2 separate regions of the Anser cygnoides genome follow, and region 2 is linked to region 1. The links are chromatin contacts, called in public Hi-C maps. All regions are on one chromosome and are shown on one strand. Each heading gives the region's core, a stretch centred on a gene start, on an enhancer-like site or on the middle of the called end of the contact. The rest is flanking DNA. Distances are from core to core; before and after follow the strand shown. Region 1 holds the start of RUFY1 (RUN and FYVE domain containing 1). Region 2 holds the start of SQSTM1 (sequestosome 1).

Region 1 (6,920 bases), core at 1,553-4,052:
CCTTCTTCTGAACAGGATGGTAATCTAGAATTAAGATTGAGCAAAAATTTTCCTTATGAAAAGCGTGAAAACAGCTATCCTAATCAAATTGATATCAGTAATAATGGAGCACATGAGCTCTTGTCTTCCCAGTAGCCTGCCTCTCTCAATATCTTCAGTCAATGTAGTGGATGCCTCAAAATTACTTGTAATGTCTGAGATGAGACTGAAGATTTTAAGGGCTGTAGTATTTTGAATTTTGATTTCAGCATTGTCAAGTTATACATTAAAAACAGAAAGAAAACCTCACTAGAAATAGGAAATCTGTGGCTTTGTTGAAGTATTCAGTAGCCGCTCATCAAGTTATTTTGGGTGTTTCCTGAATTTGAACTTATCAGAAATGTTTAGCTTGTAAGACTTGCTCAAGAGATACACATGTATTATTCACAAGACTTAAAAAATTAATAATGTGTATGAAATGTTCTTTATGAACTCAAATTTTAGTTAAACAGGGTCTTCTTAAAGATTTGTATTAAGTTTAAATAATAATTTGAACAATTGTTTTGACTGTTGCAAATTTACACAGTCAAATACACCTTTTGCAAAACTATGTACTAGTAGGTACGTGCAAAGTATCCAGGTATTAGGCAGATTATGAAAGTCAAACCTCAAAGATTAGAAAGCATTACGCAAGTGCAAAAGATCCCAGACATATGCTGCAATCTTTTTCAAAACATGATCAGACAGTCTCTTAATCAACTGATTTTTTAATCATCATTTTGAAGCCCCATGCCTTGTTTACTGTACACTATTTAGCACACCTTGAAGTAGGAAAATACTGAAGCCTGAAGAAAAGCTGACAATTCTCCATCTTTTGGTCTTTAAGACACATAGTCTTTCTTGACTCATATTCTTTAGATTTGTAGCTCCTGCCTTCCCAGCCAGGCAAGATAGTTTCATCAAAGGCAGAAAATGGGTTTATGATGTACCTTCCCCTTTCTATCTGTCCAGCTGAGTGTGTAGTGTGCAGCAGTATTTACACGTGATCAACAGATCTGAAATAGGAGGTAGAGGTTATAAATACTCTTAACAGCTTGTTCCCTGCTGCCTTCTTTATCTAGTTCTCCACAAGTAGTTTGGCAGACCACATATTATTAAAAAATATGTGCTTTAAATTGAATACATATAGTGCTTGGTCAAAGTTGATATGAAAGCTCTTTATACAGGAGGGCTGAATAGATATAATGTGACCAGACACTAAATCACGTAAGTTATGAACGAGTTTTTCTTCTGGAATTTTCTGTAAGTCATCAACATGTTATCAAGATACTTAGAACAATTTGGGAAGGTAGCATTGTATTCCCTTACTTTAGAGATAGGAGGCTGAAGGGTTGTGGTAAAAGTCTCATTAAGTTTGGGAGCTTTGCTTCAAGAAGGAGAACATTGTTTTCCCAACTTCTCACCAAATACCGTGTGTTGTGTTGAATTATGTCTATTCAGAGCATTATTTCAAATGCAGCTGAAGGTAGTGAGATATTCTGCCTCAGGTTAAATCCCAGGTGCTCAAGATTGGCATCTAGGTTTGCTGTGAGACTGTAGTGCACAAAAAGATAGGAATCTATATTTTTTCAGGACATGATTAATCTTGAACTCTTGCTACGTGCCTATGTAACACTGAAGTATTTTCATCAAAAAAAAAAAAGTCCATCAACAATGATTTATTCCACCATGTAGTTATGGTTCATCCCCAGAGAAATGCAGCTTGAATACTTAATACTGAAAACAAGAAGGCCTGAACCAGTTAGCATAACTGAGTTCCACTGGTCCCAAACCATCAAGAACTAGCCTGGGAGCCTGGAATACAAGACTAACACATCCCATTCCTACATCTGAATGGTTTTGTTTCCATGCTCTAAGTATTACTGAGATCTAATTTCTGTAAGGATCCCACTAAAGCCTTCTTAACTCCATTTTAAGAAATCTGTTCCATAAATCCGTAGGGTTACAATACTGATGAATACAGATGTTTAGTAAAGCAAGCTGTAATTAAGTAAAGCTATTTTTAGGATAGTTGATTTATAACAAATCTGTTTTAGTCCAATTGTCCACTTTCTGACATTAAAACTATGCAAGAAGTATCAGCATAGTTCCTCCCCTGAGCCAGCCCCCACAGCAAGTGATTTGTTACCCTTCCTAGCACAAGCAGGCTGCTGAGCTGAATTTAAAGGGAGAGGGAGAAATAGAATTAATAAAAGCCTACCACACAAAAAATAAAGTCAACTTTCCCAGACATATTAACAGTTTAGGATTCTTCTGGTTATAATATATTTTGTTAATTCCACATCTATGTTGTTCATTATAATTTCCTTTAAATAAAAACCTGCAGCATCAGATATTTAACAACAAACTCCAAGTAACAACAACGCATCACTCCCTAAGAAACGCCACTTACGGGAGCTAACTTATTTGCGCAGCATAAAAGCAAGGGTACTAAATAAACATAACCATACTTGTTTTTGCTGTGTTGTCATTGCTGACTGGTTTGGATATGAATCCTACCAAAGCTGCAGACTTCAGAGCGTTGCCATAGCTCAGCGCTAAGTTCTCCGAGGCTTTCTTAGCCAGCGACAAGATCGGAGCAGACCACCTCGCTTCTTCTGCCGCTTTCTCTTTTTCCTCGTTCTTCAGCTGGGTTGCGCTAGGAATCTGGTTTTTGTCAATGATCTCAAAGTCTTCTTGCCTTCCCGCAGCAGCAGCAGTGCATTTCTCCCCGTCAGCCATCTTCGCTCTGTCATATGACCCTGATCAGGCGCACTCCAGGCAGCAGCCCCACGCCCTGCCCGCTGGCTGCAGGGCAGGCACCAGGTACCCACAGCCCCCTTGACTCTTACACAGCAGGTGCATGCACCAGCAGGACCGAGCCGAGCCTTTCCAGAACTCTGCAGTTTGTTCCATGTTCTGGGTTAAAGATTTAGGAGGGGGGAGCAGGGAGGGGCATGGTAAACTGAGCAAGAGTTTACTTTTTAAACAAGTTATCAAAATAACAAAAATTCGCTCTACAGATTATTTTTTCATTGCGTTCTTTTCCCAAACATTACTTTCAATTAGAAAATTTGTACCATCTTTTGAAATCCTGGATTTGTGCGGTATTATGAAAACTTAAAAAGATCTTTATTACTTTGCCTGTAACTCAAGTTATCCTAGCTTGATTAAAGTGCTGGATAGGAATGACAGGTACACTGTTGTGAAAAGCTCTTGCTTGTGTCGCTGTCACTACAAAATAACTACAGACAGTAAGACTACTTCTTTAATGTATTTGGGCTGTGGTTGGTAGAAGACATGTATCATAAAGGGGAACCGAAATGGCCCTCGTATGAAAATACAGCCTTAGTGTGTGTCACAACTATTGATGGTTTATCGTTTATTTTTTCCATCCAGGAACTGTACGTACCTGAGATAGAGCACTCACATAGTCATGATGTAGTAGATGCTGCACATTAGTTTTTTTGCCGTACAGAAGAAAGTTTTTATTTTTATTTTTTTTTGTCCTCCTAAGAAATGAGTGAAGGGGGGAGGGAATAGTAGAGTTGGAGATCAGTTGCAGTAAAAGAAATATTCATGTTTGTCTTATTTATTCTCCTCCTTTAAGCTAGTTTTAAGATTGAGTTTGTCCTCTTGGCTTCTCAGATACTGAAAGTTTAACAACTCCAGCTCCACAAGGTACAAGGAAGCTCTTGCATTTTTGCTGGGAATTCAGAGATCAGCAGCCTCTTATTCACCCATGATTCATATGAGCTAAGTATAGGCTGTGAGCTACTTTTGCTAAAAGGGTGCAGAGATAAATTTTACTCCATCTAGTGGACTCAAGAAGTACGTGACAGTGGGTTTATATGGCCATAGTATCTAATAGCTTCACAGGTTCTTGCTGTTGCTGACATGAATGTACTTCTGTTTGACTTGAGTAAGACTTGACATTGATTTTCTGCCATTAGTATCCACCCAATATTAAGAGTCAGGACATACTGGCTAGAGCAGCAAAGCAGGATTCCAACCTTCTAAATAAATTATTTTTCAATACAGCTGAAGAATAGGACTTGAAAGTTTTTGTTACTGAAAATAAAAACAAACCAAGACTCCTGTTCACCTCTCAGTGTGTCATTCCAATAGCTACAGATGCACTACACTTCCCTGTACTGACTTACAATTAGCTACTTTGTAAAAACAGTGATTGAAAGTACCACAGTCTGTGATCATCTTTCTGTAAGTCACTATTAAAAAACATTTCAGTGTACAGAGTAAAGAAACAACCACGGAGGATGTAGTTTACCTAGGATACAGCTTTAAGCACATTAAAAAAAAAAAAAAAAAGTTTGTTACTTTGGTTTTGAGCTGCCCTTTTGTCAAAGAGAGGCACTATGCATGAATAACGCTATTCACTTTTAGCTCTGAAAGTAGGTTCGTTTTTATTTTTGGCTTCTGCAGATGCTGATATTTCACCACTGCAGTCTCTTCTTTACAGACTGCTAGTCTAGCTCTTGCCATTCATGTGAAGACAAACAGCATTTTCTTTTGAGAGCCCATTACGCAGCTCTAGGTGTGCCAAAGTATATATATATCAGTTCCATGTAATTACAAACATAGAAGTTTTGAGGACTTAAAGATGTTAGGACGCACTGAAAAGTTAGTCAGGAAACTGAGTGACCCAGTTACTGCTATTTGCCTTTCCTATCCTTAGAAATCAACAAGATGCTTCTAAAAATGAAAAAGTGTCATCGGGAAGCTGTCTGAGCTGTGTGAAATTCAGTTCCCTTTTTATGCAGATTGTACATGGCTTTAAGTTTTATTGCCACCCCTCTTCCTTCTTCTTAAGAGAGAGAGAAAAATATTGAAATATTTATAAAACTGGAGATAGTTAAATAGCAGTGAATTTAAAGTACAGAAATAGATTATTCCTGAAGGACTCATATTTTAATCAGGAAAATGAATCTTTAGGACAAAAGTTTTACTAGCCAAAATGGAAGATGGTTAATTTTAGAAAAGGAGAATCTATATCATTTGCATTCAGTGATTTTGAAAGGGATATTAATTTTCCACACCATGACACTTTCCAAGACAGTGTCTTCGGTTAATTCCTCTTCATCTCAGATTTATTTATTTTTAGAGTAATGGTTTAAGAAGCTTCACTTGCCATTTAATGTTTCAAATGAATCACACACTTAAGGTATTTTAGTTCAGCCAAAAATGCCATAGTATGCTAACAAGTGAACTTTATAATTAGCTGTCAGTTATACCTTGCATTCCTGTAACATCTGCCAGCAAAGCTTGCATTATACTGTTCCCTCCCTCCTATTCCACAAACCATTAGATCCTTCTTCCCCTTGTGCACTGGAATAAGGGAATGCCAGCTGAGGAAAAACAACGTTAGCAAATGATAACATGTTTTTGTTAGGAACTCACCAAAAAAATCCCAAAACAATAAAACCCAAAACACATTCCATGGCACTGAATGAATTCCCCCCTTATAACAGTGATTAAGTTATCATACTTCTAGAGACAACAGTTTTAACTGTTGGTCTACCTGCAGCTAATTAGCTAATATCACCAATCACTTCTAATCAAAGAACTTTCTTAAAAAAAGGATTGTTTTCGGTTGTGTTATCACAGCTGTCTTGACTCAAAGCAATTTATTTATTTTTTTAAGCCACAAGTTTATGGTCCCTGATACAAATACACCCACCAATGCCTTTCTTGAAACGATCCTCATTACTACAGAAAGGATCAGCTGTTTGAAAGTGTCATTTCACAAGCCATTAGAATTCCTGAGAGGAAATGGAAATAACATTAGGTGGAAATGTGTGTCTTAGTAAATAAAGGGAAAGATAGAGTAGAATAGTGAATAGAACCTTGCATTAGAACACTGTCACGGAATCAAAAGAGCAGCATCAGAGTTTAGTATATATTTAAATCAGCCAGTGAAGACCAAGTACTCCTCAGATATATATTAAGTCTGGGGAAAATTCAGTATTTTTCAACTCTGAACTATCACCTGCTTTTAGTAAACAAAAGGAGAGAAAAAAAAAAAAGGCCTGTAACAGCAATATAGTAGACTGGAACATGGAATGTCAGAAGGCAGATAAAAACAACACCCCATTTATTTTATTTATTATTTTTTTTTGTTATTTACCACATTGTTGGTGCTGTAAAAACAGAGGCAGCAAGCAGAGCTTCCCACTAGGTGACACTACGGCACTACTTTTTTCACAGAGCAGCATTTAATATAGAGCAAGGACACACTGCGAGCAAATCTCATGTTGTGAAGCTACCTGGGAAACAGCAAATAGCTCACAAGGTGCCACTTTCCCAGCAGGGTGTATAAATACCAGATTTTTTGTGCCAGCCTTAAACTACCATGTATATTTTAGAGAGGATCTTTGTGTGGCCATGTGTTTGGAACAGAACTGAGCAATGGCAAAACCATGCCCCTTTAAAAGTTTTACTTTCCGCCACCAAACTTTTAAAATAGGAAAAGAAAACGTGTGTCTTAACACGAATGACAGTTGTAGTGCCCCATGGTACCAGCTGTGCTAACAGGCCATTTTGGGAAAAGGGAGTTAAGTAGTTGCTTGGGTAGCTCCTATAGGAAATTAAACTTGTGACCATTGAATATATCTCTAGGAATCTAGATGTACATATACGTGATCCAAAATTATCTGTTGGGTGTAATGGAAACAAAAGGCAAGAGAGTAAAGGGGAAAAAAATGTAACCCAAAACCACACAGGTCATGTAATCCTAGCTGCTAGTGAATTCAGGATCATTTGCAAGTTCTAGGGTTTGAAATGGGTAGTATTTTACAACAGGTTTTGGTCTGTTAGAAGTTGTTGGATAATGTTCCAAGTACTTTCAAGTACTTTACAAGGGTCAAGAAGTTTAGAGGAATTGT
Region 2 (6,686 bases), core at 3,816-6,315, 160 kb before region 1:
TCAGGCACCTCCTGCATTGCTTTCCTTTTTGTATGTCTAGCATGTTTGGTATATTGAATACTGAAGGAAGAAGTTGAAGTGAAGGGGGCTTTAATTGCACTATTAAAGTTGTTTAAATGCTGTATGCTTGTCTTGTGGAAGAGATCCCTCCAATGGGCAAGTGCTGGGTTTGTATAATGTTATCTAGCAAGCATGTTAGAAATAAGAATGGAAGTAGGTCAGTTCGGGGGGGAAGGAGTGGGACAGGGAGAAACCTCCAAGCCTCTAAGGATCTCTGACCAGTACAATGAAATTCTGTGATTAACTCCCCATTATAAACTACAACCCTTTTCTCTTTGTTTAGATCTCCCATAGCAACCCTTTCTTCCAGAGCTGTAGAGCAGGCTTCAGAGCCAAGGCAGTTGATTTCCCTTCAGTAGTGTGTAGCCCTAAGGGTCTGATCAAATAAAACCTCCACTACATGCAAAAAAAAAAAAAAAGATGTACAGTCCTAGGCTGCCTCCCTGGTGCTAGGAGCTGCTTGGTAAAGTCACATGCTCTGGGCCTAGACTATCTTCCACCCAAGTTCCAGTTAACAGAGTAATATAGCTCTGAGCATTAAACACACAGACTCATCACAAGTGAAAGGCTGGAAGTAGTATTTATTTTTTCCTCCCCTCTACAAGCACTTAGGAACATGAAAGGAACATGAAACAAACCCTTAACAGGAAGGAAGATGTATCGCTAGAGTTAATTGTACGGCCTTATCTTGTTTCAGTGAGAAGGAAAGTGCTTTTTGTTATGTAGACTACTACAAGTGAGGAGGCTGCTTGGAATATTGGATGGCATCTAGCGCTGCCCCGATGTCACAGTTCTTTGTCTGCAGAAGTCGAGTGAGCCATCCACCCTCATCAGAGAAACCCATAGAGAGCATCTGGGACAGAGATTCAATCAAGCGAGGATCTGCTTCTGTTGAGAGAGGGATAGTTTAAAGTTGAAACACTTTATGTAATTAGCAAACCAGCCAAGGCTTTAATACCACTCAGGAGGTAGGCTGGCACTAATCCTAGTAAATCTAGCATAGCTGACAAGTGCTGGAAGATGTTTTCTCCTTTGTCTCCTAGGAGAACAGACATTTTGAAATAAAACATATGTAACCTGCTAAGAAAACTGCAGAGTCAGAACCCTGCTGAGTCAGATTCAGCCAGCCTTACTGTGAGCCTCAGGGCTGCTGGTTTCAGTTAAGTTACACCTGGCATATTAACTAGCTCCTGCCATAAAGGTGTTGTAAGTCACAGGATGTACTGTCTGCATCTTACATTAGAAGACTCTTAAGAGTACACAGCAAGGACAGGACTTGCAATACCACCTTTTTCATGTTGCTTGAATAGTGTATTAGTACTAGCCTAAGTCTGAAGTCTTTAAGACTTAGCTGCCCACATTCAAGCGGAGAACAACCTGCTTCTAACAAGGTGCAGAGTGCTGCCATACCAGCTAACAAGGTCACCTCTAACTTACATGAGCTTGGTTCCTACCATCTCTAAGTACATTTGCTTATGCTGGGCAAGTTGGCAATTTCTGAGTGGAAGTTACTCAGAATTATGAAACCTACATTCTCATACCTGGTGGGAGATGTGGGTAGAGCGCGGCCTCTCGCAGTCCCGTAGGTCCTGGCTGTGGAGGATCTTGAGATACATCCAGGGAGCTGGGACCCTCTGTCTCTGGCATTTGGAGAGACTGCAGTTCACCTGTGGAAGGATCCACTTCTTTGGAAGACAAGTGGGTCCAGTCCTCATCACCCCCTGATGAACTGCTAGACTCACTGTGTTCCTGAAACGGGAAGAAACAAAGTCCAGGTGCTGCAGTGTTTTCCAGGTAGGATGCATGCTCCTATCTATAATATGAAGCTTTACATTCACAAGTCCCATCACCTTTGCTGTAAATCAGTAAAGCTGAGGTGCTGTGCATCACTTAAGCACTGACACTCCAATAATCAACCCTACAACAAAGGCTGAAAGGCGTTCTTTTCAATAAAGCCTCAGCGAGCACATTAATGCCATGGTTCTTGTACCTGGGTCTGGAAGCTGCCATCTTCCATTTGCGTGGGCACAGGATCTATCACCATATCTTGTATCTGCTCTGCAACCGTATTTACTACTGTAACAGAATCTGTGCTATTCCAGTATGGTTTGGTCTGAGCGTTCTGGTCAGGGGTACCGCTGCTTGACTCAGCATTGTTCTTCTCCAGATTGGGAGAAACAGGAGTCACTTTGCTTCTCTGTCCTCCATGTTCCACATCAATATCAACTTCAATACCTAGGAACATATTTCAGACCAAGAAAATCTTAGAAGAATTTCAAAAGCAGTCTTAAAGCATGCATTAATCCTAGTATAAATGCTGTAACATTACTGTAATCTTCCAGTTTCCCGTTTAACATGCAGGAATTGAAGTGGGAAGCACCGCATAATCACCTTCCTCTAGATGGGCAGACATACATTTAAAGTCAAGGCAGAACTTACATATATCTGCAGAGCAAGGCACAGCCCCAAGTCACCACTGACTTAATGTTAGTGGTGACATGTTAATGAAATCTCTCCTTACTTCCTTCCACAGGAGGACTCTAAAAAGGTACTAAGCAGATGTCCTAAGCCTAGGCAATTTTAGTACAAGGAATAAAGTTAAAGCTTCAAGGCTTAGTAGCATGAAGCGATGCCATCAGCCACGACAGCTGGCTGCTGCTCCTGTTGGAAGGAGCTAAGCCAGTCTCAGGGATGTGGATGACACCATAAGTAACTTACCCATAGGGCTCAGAAAAGCTGCAACACTCTCCCCAACATTCTTTAAGAAGGTGACATTGGGGTCCTGAGGTGGGCTGTTAGTAGAAGCTTCTAGAAGAACAATTCATATTAGTACATATAGCAGCCCAAAGGAAAAGAGCACCTACAGAGCATATCCCCAAGAGTTCTCAGTGCTTGTTTTCTGAGAAACATCTACACTGCACAAAAGCAGTAAGTATAAAGACCAAATCTAACTCTGAGCCACCTCTGGAACAATAAACCAGTGGCATTAGCATTGTTAAGGCTCATTATCCATGCTGAAAGGCAGATCTAGAGCACAGTAGTGACATGCTTGAGCTAACAGCTCTGCTTGGTTTCATTCTAAGTAGTCTCTCTACAGCCTCATCTATTATTGCATGGGCCCTAAACACACCTTAAGAGAAACTGCACTCTGTCCCAAGATGTCCTTGTTATTTTAAGCAAATTAGATTAGTTTCCATGCCTTTTTTTCCCCACCCAGATTCCACACTGCTGCAGAGTCCCACCTACTCCAGCTCCTCCACCACCACCTTGTTTACCAGAGCATCTCCTCTTACCTTCCGCAGCAGGTGGACTGGAGGCAGCAGCACTGGCTTGGGCTCGTTCCGAGTTTTGGCATGGACCTGCGGGGCCAGGATACCCCCAGCAGTGCATCCACGGGAAGGGTGGAACACCATGCCGCATTTTACGGAGCCAGCGTCCTCGGGGAAGCCACTGTGAAGGGTAACGTTCATGTGACCATGTTCACGCAGACAGATTCCAAGTAAATTAAGCTTAGTGCTTACATTTGGGGAATACCCCATGCATTAGTCCCACTCCATAGATTTTACTCACCTCAAACGGATTTAGCAGTGGACTTTGAAACATCACCATGTTGTGCTCCTTGTGGATGCCTTTACCCTCACAGGTGCTGCACAGGTCATAGTCTGGACAGACGGTGCACTTGAATCTAGCACCCACCACCGGCCCTTCGCAGCCGTCACAGATGACATTGGGGTGCACCATATCACGGGGAGGCTCCTGGCTGCACTGCGAGCGATGCTCCCGCCTGCACTCCTTTTTCTCTATTAAGCAAAGGGAACTTTGCATCAAGAACAAGGTTACTATTTAAAGGTTGGAAATCGGGCAGAGGAGAAGGAAACACAAACAGCCCTTGTCACAGCAGTATTGACTTACTAGCTCAGTTTACTTTTACACTGGCTGCCAAACACAAGCCGGGGGCACGTAAGAGAACTTAAACCAAGCATGAGGGGGTTTCACAGACATACCTGCTCCTCCAAATGAGCATACCTCATCCCTAGCACTATCTTTCCATATTTATTCTAGATTAGCACAGCACCACCCCATTTGGCGTCTCGTCCTACCTCCCTAAGCTCTGCGAGGACAGAATGTTTCTCGGGAGGAAGTTCAGAAGGAGTGCCAGGGGGCACAGCAGATGAGCACGGAGATGAGTGACAGCCCGTGTGAGTCAGTAGGTGAGCTGCTGATAAAGCTCTGCAGGTGTCTGAGCGAACAGAAGGGACTAGGGCACAACAGCACACTGACAATTAAGCTGCCATCTGGGCTTCCTAGCGTGTCCCTGTGACTGCTGAGGACACCAGTGGTGGGAAGGGTTTGCGGGGAGGTGGCTGTCACTGTGCCAGGAGTGACACAGCTAGGAGGCGGCCTGGGGTCTGCCCACCTCCCCTCAGCAGCCTGGGCTCCCCTCCAGCCCCCTCCCCGCCCCTCAATTCACCTCCCCGGGGAGCCGCAGCTTACATCAGAGCCGTGCCTTGCCTCCCCCGGTAGCCGTTACCTTTGATGTAAACGCGAAAGACGCCGTCCCGCACGTAGGGCATGGCCAGCTCCAGCTCCTCGTCGCTCGAGAACGCGATCAGGTCCCCGTCCTCATCTGCGGGGGGAGGGGACGGGCAGGGTCAGGCTCCCGGCCGGGGGGGGGGACACCCCCACCCCCACCCCCACCACCCCCCGGGCAAACCGCCCCCCGCGTCCCCCCTCACCCCGGTAGTGCAGCCGGAAGGCCGGCGGCGGCCCGGCCCGCAGCAGCCCCTGGAAGAGCTCGGCCACCCTCTCGCAGACGGCCTGGTAGCGGACGGGGGGCTGCAGGGAGAAGCGGCGGATCTCGCGGGCCGCCTCCTCCTTGCCCAGCAGGTAGGCTTTCACCGTCAGCGCCGCCATGGCTGTGGCGCAGCAGGAATTGCCGCTGGGACGGGGCCGGGCGGGGCGGCTCGGCACGGAACGGCGCGGGGCGGGGCGGGAGCCGGGCCGCGCGCCCCCCGCCTTATAGCGCCGCCGCCGCGCCACGCCCCCTGCGCCCCAGCTCCGCCCCCAGTCGCACGCCACGCCCACTTGTCCATATATGTGGTCCCGATGTTCCCCAGGCCACGCCCACTTGACCATATATGTCTCCCGTTTGCCCCAGGCCACGCCCACTTGTCCATATGTATCGCACCAGGCCACGCCCACCTGTCCATGTACGTCATCCCTTGCTATCAGACCACGCCCCCCCCTTTCCCCTCATGCCCCGCCCCCAGTGATTAGGTAAGGCTGGCTCCACCATTATCGGGCCCCCCCTCGGCGCTGATTTCCTCGCGCCCCGGGGCCCTCGGAGCCCGGTTCTTGTTGGTCCCCTTGGCCTCAGCGAGGGCCAGGTTGGAAATTCAGAACCATTTCTTCTCGGAAAGAGCGGTCAGGTGTTGGGATGGGCTGCCCAGGGGGGTGGTGGGGTCACCGTCCCCGGGGGCGTTCAAGGGAAGGTGGGACGTGGGGCTTGGGGACGTGGTTACTGGGGGGCATTGGCGGTAGGGGGATCGCAGAGTCCTAGAATCGTTAAGGTTGGAAGAGACCTTCAAGGTCATCTGGTCCAACCATCACCCTACCGCCAACGTCACCCACTAAACCATGTCCCTAAGGATGGTTGAACCGGGTAATCTTGGAGCTCTTTTCCAACCCTAATGATTCTGGGATTCTGTAATGAAAACCTAGGGAACACGTGTCAAGACTTACCGCCCTTCACAACCAAGAGAGGGAAAGTTTTCACCTCCGTGGTGGGCAGGTAGCGTATATCTTGACCTGCAGTACCTGTGCTAAAGCACTGGGCCACACGGGTACTTTTTTGGCACACGCTTGGCGATGTTGAAATCACAACCCTTTTCTGGAAAGCAGTATTTATAGTACAAAGGGTTGCCCTTTCTAACTTCAAATATTTTCTAAGAATGTTGATTCCTGTGCATGATGTGGCCGTTACTTCACCATGAGGTGATGAGTTAAACTTTAAACACCAGAGGATTCATGTTTAGACATGAATGCTGCTGCTCAGGGAAGGTTTCACAGCACAAAATACTGGGAGGTTTGGGTGCGCACCTTCCCTTTCATCTCTTTGCTGTGTCTAGCCTTATTTCTGGAAATGTTGGTGAAGTTTGCTAGGTTGATATCGTTGTGTGTTTTTGTTTTGTTTTGTTTTTCCATAAAATCCGAAGAGGGGCAGGCAGTAGCAGGGCACGCAGTACAGGACTCTGTGCTGAATCTGCCTTGCCAAGCGTCACCTCCAGCACAGCCATCTCATGCCCTATTTCTGAAGACCCCAACGGCCACTTTTGGTCTCATTTACAGAGCCAGAGACCTGTCTTTTGGGAACCAGCTCCGTCACAGTCATTCCTGAGGCACCGAGTTGCTCTCGTGCTGGCAGGGCCGATTCCTTACTCCCCTCTCCATCACCCTGCCCGGGTGTTTGAGGCACCACGGGCTGTCCCCATGCTGCTGGGTCTTTTCACGCTGGTTTTGCCTCCACATTAATAGATGCATTTATAACTATCAGTCGATGCACCACGTTAACACCAGAAATCCTATTTTTCCTCCTTGTGAACTTTAATCCAGCTGGCAAATATGGA

The links. Hi-C and Micro-C count contacts between places; a contact is called where the count stands out from the background.
Region 2: a contact with region 1 is called in a Hi-C map of liver, with 1.9 times the contacts expected there. The contact joins the promoter of SQSTM1 here to the promoter of RUFY1 in region 1. A contact is called at or near these places in 3 of 7 Hi-C or Micro-C datasets (all in liver).

What each region holds. Positions count from the first base shown.
Region 1 is chr14:5,609,928-5,616,847 of Taihu_goose_T2T_genome, reverse strand. RUFY1 (RUN and FYVE domain containing 1) reads right to left here and starts at 2,802. Exons shown (of 18, transcript XM_048057169.2): 1 at 2,490-2,802. The coding sequence starts at 2,760. All of the region lies in intron 2 of LOC125181970 (a long non-coding RNA gene), which reads left to right.
Region 2 is chr14:5,775,228-5,781,913 of Taihu_goose_T2T_genome, reverse strand. SQSTM1 (sequestosome 1) reads right to left here and starts at 5,065. Exons shown (of 7, transcript XM_048057319.2): 1 at 4,797-5,065; 2 at 4,592-4,687; 3 at 3,631-3,860; 4 at 3,354-3,510; 5 at 2,051-2,295; 6 at 1,602-1,809; 7 at 622-948. The coding sequence starts at 4,974. The coding sequence ends at 791.